2 separate regions of the Oryctolagus cuniculus genome follow, and region 2 is linked to region 1. A link is a contact called in public Hi-C data. All regions are on one chromosome and are shown on one strand. Each heading gives the region's core, a stretch centred on a gene start, on an enhancer-like site or on the middle of the called end of the contact. The rest is flanking DNA. Distances are from core to core; before and after follow the strand shown. Region 1 overlaps KIF13B (kinesin family member 13B). Region 2 holds the start of EXTL3 (exostosin like glycosyltransferase 3).

Region 1 (3,406 bases), core at 601-3,100:
ACATCCACACTGCCAACAGGCAGCCTAGGGCGTATCTACAGCGGCAGCCTAGGGCGTATCTACAGCTTCCCGAGACATCCTGCAGGCTCATACCATTCTGCCGGGGCCCCCGGGATCCCACTGCCAGCAGAGGGCACCATCACCGCGTTCCTTTCCTCGGTCAGGGTCAGCCGCATCTCCAGGAGTTGTGCCTCGCGGTCAGCGTCATCCTCTGTTTTATCTACAATACCAGGAAGGAGGACTAAATATAGAAATCTCAGGCACCACTTCAACTTTTGTCCTCAGACTGGATTTACCTGTATTTCAGTTACTGGCTGCTAGCGCTTATTAGTGACAGAAAACTAAGCTGGACAGGTCAGGTGGGCTCTGGCAGAGGCTGCCCCCAGCTCACGGAAGGCCTTCCGTGGAACAGTCCATGGGTGAGTTGGTCCAGGGTGCAAAGACCCAGGCACTTCAGACAAGAAACGCTAGCTTCTGCCTTTAAGTTATCTTGGAGGGATGATACTTGTTTCACAGGCTGCATTTCTTCTTTGCTTGCTAAGGGGCGGGGTGGGAGGACCTATGGCAGCATCAGTACAGCTGGGTAAATGCTCATCTGAAAGGATGGTGCACTCTCTCACGTTCCTGCCATCCTCATGACCGACTTGTTCACTGGGCACCTAGTTTATGTGGCTACCGACAGGGATCCACTGTGCACTGACTTGGTGGACAGGGAAATACTGAACTTGCTTTTCCTACCATGTTTACTGACAAGCTTTTGGAGCTGCTGATCCAAGTACTCCTGACGTTTCGTTAATGCATTTAGCCATTTTCTACGTAGTCTCTCTAAATCGCGATCCTGGAAGAAAACAAGAGAAATCATCTTCAATGTCATGTCAAGACAATGTATCTCAACCTGATGCTCTATCTTACCTTACTCTAATACAAGGGGTCTTCAAAATGTCCACAGAAAATGCATATTACCCAAAATTTAAAAAAATCTAAAAACTAAGCATAGATTTCAATTTTTTTTTGCACCAAACAGGCTTACCCTTTAATTCTACTTTCCTATAAACTTTGTAATGCACCCTCACAGGCTTCAAAAACATCAAGTAATATACATCATTTCTTTATTACCACCACCAATGCACTCCATCTATGTTTCAGAACACAAGCTTTTAGAATTTAAAGTGTTCTTTCCTAGAGTGAGACTATTTCTGAAAGGGCAGGCTCTGGTATCCAGAACAAGTTTGATTTTTCATGGTCCAAAAGATAGAACATCACTTGAAATAAAGATCTAAAAGGCAATTTTTTTTTGGCCAGGCAGAACTTGTATCATTCAATAATTTTCAGATTTATAGACCTGAGAAACAGCAGAAGAATGCTTCAAAATTTGCGACCTGTCTCATTAGCCTCCTGCAGACTACACGGAAATGCTTCTCTTGGTTTTGTGCATTTTGGGGGTAAGAGCGGAGAGAGAATGGACTAGGCTTGTTATCAACAGAATAACAGCGCTACCAGTCAACACCTGCATACACGCCAGTCTTACTTCATTTCCTCTTATAATAAGGTTATACGACTGGGTAGGTCAGTGGAATGCTGCAGATGTCGAGTATCTGGATTTCACTAGGGCACTTAACCAAATAGCCTATGACATTCTTGTGGACAAGATGGAGGAACATGAAATGCATCTACTTGAGTGAAATCACGGAGGAATCAAATATCACATCCAAAGAACTGTGATTGATGGAATAAAGTCAGCTTAAAAGAAGTCTCCATTGTGGTGCCATGGGACTCTGTCTTTAACCCTATCTGACTCAACGTTGTTATCTGTGACTTATAGGAAGACAGACACTTCTATCAAATTAGAGTGATGCAACTCCAGGAGAGTGACTATACTGGATGACATAATCAGGCTCCAAAGAGCTCTGACAGTCCTAAATGATGACTAACAAGATGAAAGTCCACAGACACAAACAAAATCTTGCAGAAGATTAGAAATGAAGGGGGAGGAGCGCCCAGAAACCCTGAATGACTTCAGGAAGTAAGGAAGAGAGACCTGGTTTAAAATATACAAACTGGTTAGGGCAGGACCCAAGCTCAGGGTGAGAGGACTGCACTAGGGGCAAGGCTGGCAGGTCCCCTCACAAACAGAACAAGTCTGAGGAAGAGCAGCTGGACAAAGAGTCTGGGGAACCCCGGGGTTGGAAAGAGATAACAGTCACAAATGATTTTCTGCTGTTAACATAGTTTGCTTCATGTTCTATGAAACAACACTCGTTGTCCCTTACTCTGTTTTAATCTCAGAAAAAGCAGTATCTGAATCAAAATTAATTGTTTAATTATTAACACGACAGTGAGATCCAGGAATGTGTAATTACATACTTTAATCAAGCTGATTTGATGAGGCCAACAGATGCTAAATTACCTGGTAGCTGTCCATGTCTTCCTCTTCCTCCTAAAAAACAAACACATGTTATAAACTGCTTATCTGAGAAACTGGCTGCACTGAGCAACCAGAATCATTCCCCACAGTTTATATTTTCTAATTGATAGACTATGTCATCTCCCACCCCCTCACGGGGAGCTTCAGAGTTCTCAGGAAGCTGGAGGGAAACCTGGAGCTTATCACAGGAAAGTGAAGAACAGGCTTCTGACCTTTTCAGGACCCAGTACAATACTCTCCCTGCTGGGTTTATAGTCCCGCTCACTGGGGGAAATCAAACACCTGCTGGCAAGCAGTCTTTCCCAGCCAGTGGGGGGGCGCACAGAGGAGGGTGTGGAGGAGGTGATTAGGCACTGTGGAGTTTGGGGAGGCTCAGAATTTTTAACCCTCAGCTCGCCAAGTATGGGGGCAAAGCCTAGGAGTCTGGGGCAGTGATTTCATGCAAAGGTGATGTGTTTTAAAAACCAGGCATCACACTTCTTAAGAAGACATCAAAGGAAAGCAGAGACACAGACTGAATTTACTGATGACAGGAAGCAGCTTTCTGACAGCTTCCGTATTCCACAAGCAGGGGACAGGCACAGAACTTACGTGGATGGTCTCGTGAGCTTTAGGGGCTCTGGGCGGCCTAACTTTCACACAGCCAATGCCAACAGACAGTATACATTCTTCCATCAGTGGTAAAGTCCCAGACTCCTGCACAGACTTCACTTCAACTTGTACTCGCCGCGACTGGCCCTGGTCACACACAGATCATTTGCAGTTTTAGAGTAAGTTTTTTGACTTCTGAAATTTTGGTTTAGAGAGACCCCTACAGGCTGATGTTGAGAAAAATGCTCAGCCTTGAAGATATTATCCCATCTTTTGAATGTTAACTACTAAAATTCAAATTTTAAAACTAATTAGGAAAAATTATCTCCCTCTTGAGTAAATACACACAGAATAAAAATTTAGCTTACATATTTTTCAATGAAAAGAAAT
Region 2 (3,406 bases), core at 248-2,747, 600 kb before region 1:
CTAGTGAGCCGCGGCGCCGGCCTTAGTTTATTCTTAATATACATTTTCTACAAACTTTTTGAAGATCCCTCATATATTTACCACAATAAAATGATATTAAAAACATATAATAATAATAAAACTATAAATGTGATTCAATTCTTAGCAGGGAAACAGACAAATAGAGCTATGAATAAAGTCAAAATTTGGAGATAAAATGTAAAGGCCTAGAATCAAGCATGAACAGAGTTTCCTTGGCGAGGGCAACGTGAACAGGGCAGCAGATAGAGCCGGGGCACTGAGCAGACATCCGATTAGGAAGAGCCTGGTGTGTGGTGAGGAATGAAAGTCCAGGCAGGGTCCCTCCGCGGGAAGTAAGCAAGTGTGATCAGGTTTGCCTGGGAAGAATCACTGCACGGAGTGAGGGGATACGGTGCAGGAGAACAACAGAGAGAGCAGGGAGAAAGAGAACAGCACTGCACTTGGCCAGGCAGGAAGCAACCAGCTCCAGCTCACACTGCCCCCACACTAGTTGGCACCACACTGGGCCCCTAGAGCCAGTGCAGGTAACAGTGACCCACCAAGTTCTCTTCGTCTTGTTTCCTGCTTTAGCACAAGTTTCACCTGCTCCCGTAGGGGCCCACGCGTGTCCTCCTCCCGGCTCAGCTGCTGAAGGGAGGAATGCCCACGTGGGAAGTAGCTCAGTGATAATCATCTGGGTGCAAGCCAGACGGCTCTTACTAGATGTCTGCCTTCCTGTGCGTCCATCAGAGAAGCCTAGGGGGTCTGAAAAGTTCTAGTTGCCTCCCTTTCATCCCAAAGCTGTCTGACAGCACAGAAGTGCTACCACAATGAAAGAATGCACTTCTCTCTTCTTAAAAAGATTTATTTTGATTTATTTGAAAGGCAGAGTGTCAGAGAGAGAGAGCAAGCGAGCTTCTATTGCTGATTCACTTCCTACATGGCTGCAACAGCCAAGGTTGGGCCAGACGGAAGCCAGGAGCTCCGAGCTCCATCCGGGTCTCCCATATAGGCAGCAGACGCTCAAATACCCGGGCATTACCTGTTATTGAACCTTGCACCTCTTATTAGTCACTTGTAACTTCGTTCTTTTTCACTATGAATATCTTTGGGTAATTGACTTTGTCACTCCATGTGAACTATTTCTTTAGTTCCCGCCACACAGGACGCCACTGTTCTGACAGATGAAGCCCGTCTGCACAGGTTTCGCCATCCTATTGACGTCGTTCAATTTTGTCATTTTTAAGGATTATCCCTAGCCTCAAAAGTTTTAGAGCTGCTTTAGTTTTCACTCATGTCACTACAGAGGAGGTGGCGCATAAGCGGGCGGTCCCAGGCCGCACAGCCCGGCTCCAAATGCTGTTTCAGCGATGCCCGCCAGGGGTCAGCACAGGCTCGGCGTTGGGCTGCGGCCTCCCACAATGCACCGGGCTCCGGGGCCCTCGCGGCGGCGGCGGCGAACCAGCTGCACCGCCGCGGCGGGGCGAGTACTGTTCGGGCGGGGGGCGGGGCCAGTGCCGGAGGGGGCGGGGCTGGGAGCCGCCGCGCGGGTCGCGGTCGCTGTCGCCGGCCGCCTCAGACGTCGGCACCTGAAGCTGTGGCAAGGTAGGGGGCCCCGCGGGGTCATCCCTGCCGGGAGTGTGAAGTCCCTTCGTGGTGCGAATCGGACAGGCCCTGGGCTGCTAACATTGAGAGAGGGTCTCCCACTTGTCGCCGGAGCCCGGGTTCGCCGGGAGGGATCTATTTTAAACTCTTTGTCTGGTCCCGTTCTCGCGCCGCTCGCGTCTCCGCAGGGTCCGCGCAGCCCGCCGTGGGGGCATTTGCGGCCGGTTCCTCCTCTCCTGCCGCGGGTGTGGATGTGACTGACCTCCAGGGTGGGGCTGCGTGTGCAGGAACCGGGGAGGGCGTGGACTGCGAACGCGTGGGAACTCCGGAGCTGCGAGGCGCCGGCGTGCGTGGCTGCGGGCCCTGCCCCGTGCCGCCGCGGGTGCTCCCGAGTGGCCTGTGCCTCGCGTGCCTGCTGCAGGCTGCTGTCCCTGGGGGCTGAAGCCGGGCGCCCCGAGCACGCCCAGCCCAGCCGGGGAAGCCGCCTCCTCCTCCTCCTCGCTGCGCAGGCTGCCCGCCGGCGGTCCCCAGCGCCACACCCCGGCCCTCCCAGCGCGGCCAACCTGCGTCTGGCAGCCAACTTGAGCTTTCCAAAAAGTAAAGTTTGGCAGGCGGGGAGCAGCGCTGGAGTACGTACGGAGCGTTCGGGAGAGCTTGGGCTCCTCGGTGCCGGCCTGCCTTGGCCAGTTTCTGGGTCGCGCCGCCTGGCGGGTTCCGCTCAGTCTCGCGTCTTCTTACCGCAGCGCTGCCCAAGGTAGCAGTGTCCTGTCCACCTCTTCAGGCTGCAGTGCTAAGGGGGCGTCGCCTTTGCCCACTTCGGTCCTCTGATTCCTATCCCCTGTGTGACAAAATTCATATTTTAAGAAGAGTGTATTTCTTTAAAACCCTCAGTCTGTAGTAGGTCCATTTCTGTGAGTATCAATCGGTTGATTTCATTCGTGAAGTGCAAGCAGTTTCTTTTCTTATTTTAGTGATAAAGATTGTAATTGGGAATCAAGCTAAAAGATAGCCTCCAGGTGAACAGGATCCTAATTCACAGATTAGCTGATGTGAAAAGCCTGTAGAAGGGAAGTGAGGCAAGCTCAGTTCTGAAATGTTTCTGCCGCTGCGAGAGTTGAGTTATTAAAGTTATCCTAACTGTTCCCTCCAAATCTAAAATGCTAAGAATAGATGCAGACTCCCTTTCTTAAAAGATGTGCTGCTTGCCTCAATAATGAAAAATAAGAAAAAATTTTAAACTGTTACCACTTATGTCCAAGGAAAGTAGTAAGTTAAACATTTTTGTTAACTAGAAATTCCCAATGATCATTGACCCCCCCATCTCTGGGTGTTTTTCCTTTTGAATGATAGTTCTCTTTCAGACTATGACGTCATGAATTGCTGATTTGTACAATGAGTTCTACTTAGAAAATATTTTCCATATGTAATAGTAATCTTCATTTAAAAGCATTGTGTATTTGTGAGAAAGAAGATACAAATCCTTAAAAAGTTAATAAAAACTAGGGGGAAAAAAGTCAGCTGGTATATACTAGTGACTCCGGTTAGGAGGTCCCGGGAAGTGACAGCATACCCAAAAGATAAAATCAGAGTCACTAACACACAAGAAGAACTGGAGGGGCACCACTTGAAACTTAAAAGGAGCAGTTTAAAGACATGTTAAAGTAAGATAAGTTTGTAGAGTAGGTTGCAGGCATTTGTAAGCCCACAGCCTTGAGAGATTTATGGAAAGACACACTCATTAACAAATCTGACTACAAATTCATGGCTCACTAAAATAAGCAGATCAGATGTTTCTTATGTC

The links. Hi-C and Micro-C count contacts between places; a contact is called where the count stands out from the background.
Region 2: a contact with region 1 is called in a Hi-C map of an unstated tissue, with 3 times the contacts expected there. The contact joins the promoter of EXTL3 here to the enhancer-like site in region 1. A contact is called at or near these places in 2 of 6 Hi-C or Micro-C datasets (skin fibroblasts and an unstated tissue).

The regions. Positions count from the first base shown.
Region 1 is chr2:44,910,600-44,914,005 of mOryCun1.1, reverse strand. It overlaps KIF13B (kinesin family member 13B), which reads right to left. Exons shown (of 41, transcript XM_051842522.2): 25 at 3,017-3,163; 26 at 2,408-2,437; 27 at 739-838; 28 at 94-220. Among named protein-coding and RNA genes, the nearest start is that of KIF13B, 160 kb to the right of the region's middle. Within about 2 kb of position 1,850, at least 1 of the 8 cell types and tissues checked has an H3K27ac peak or open chromatin away from gene starts, as enhancers often do.
Region 2 is chr2:45,511,954-45,515,359 of mOryCun1.1, reverse strand. EXTL3 (exostosin like glycosyltransferase 3) reads left to right here and starts at 1,497. Exons shown (of 6, transcript XM_070068238.1): 1 at 1,497-1,605.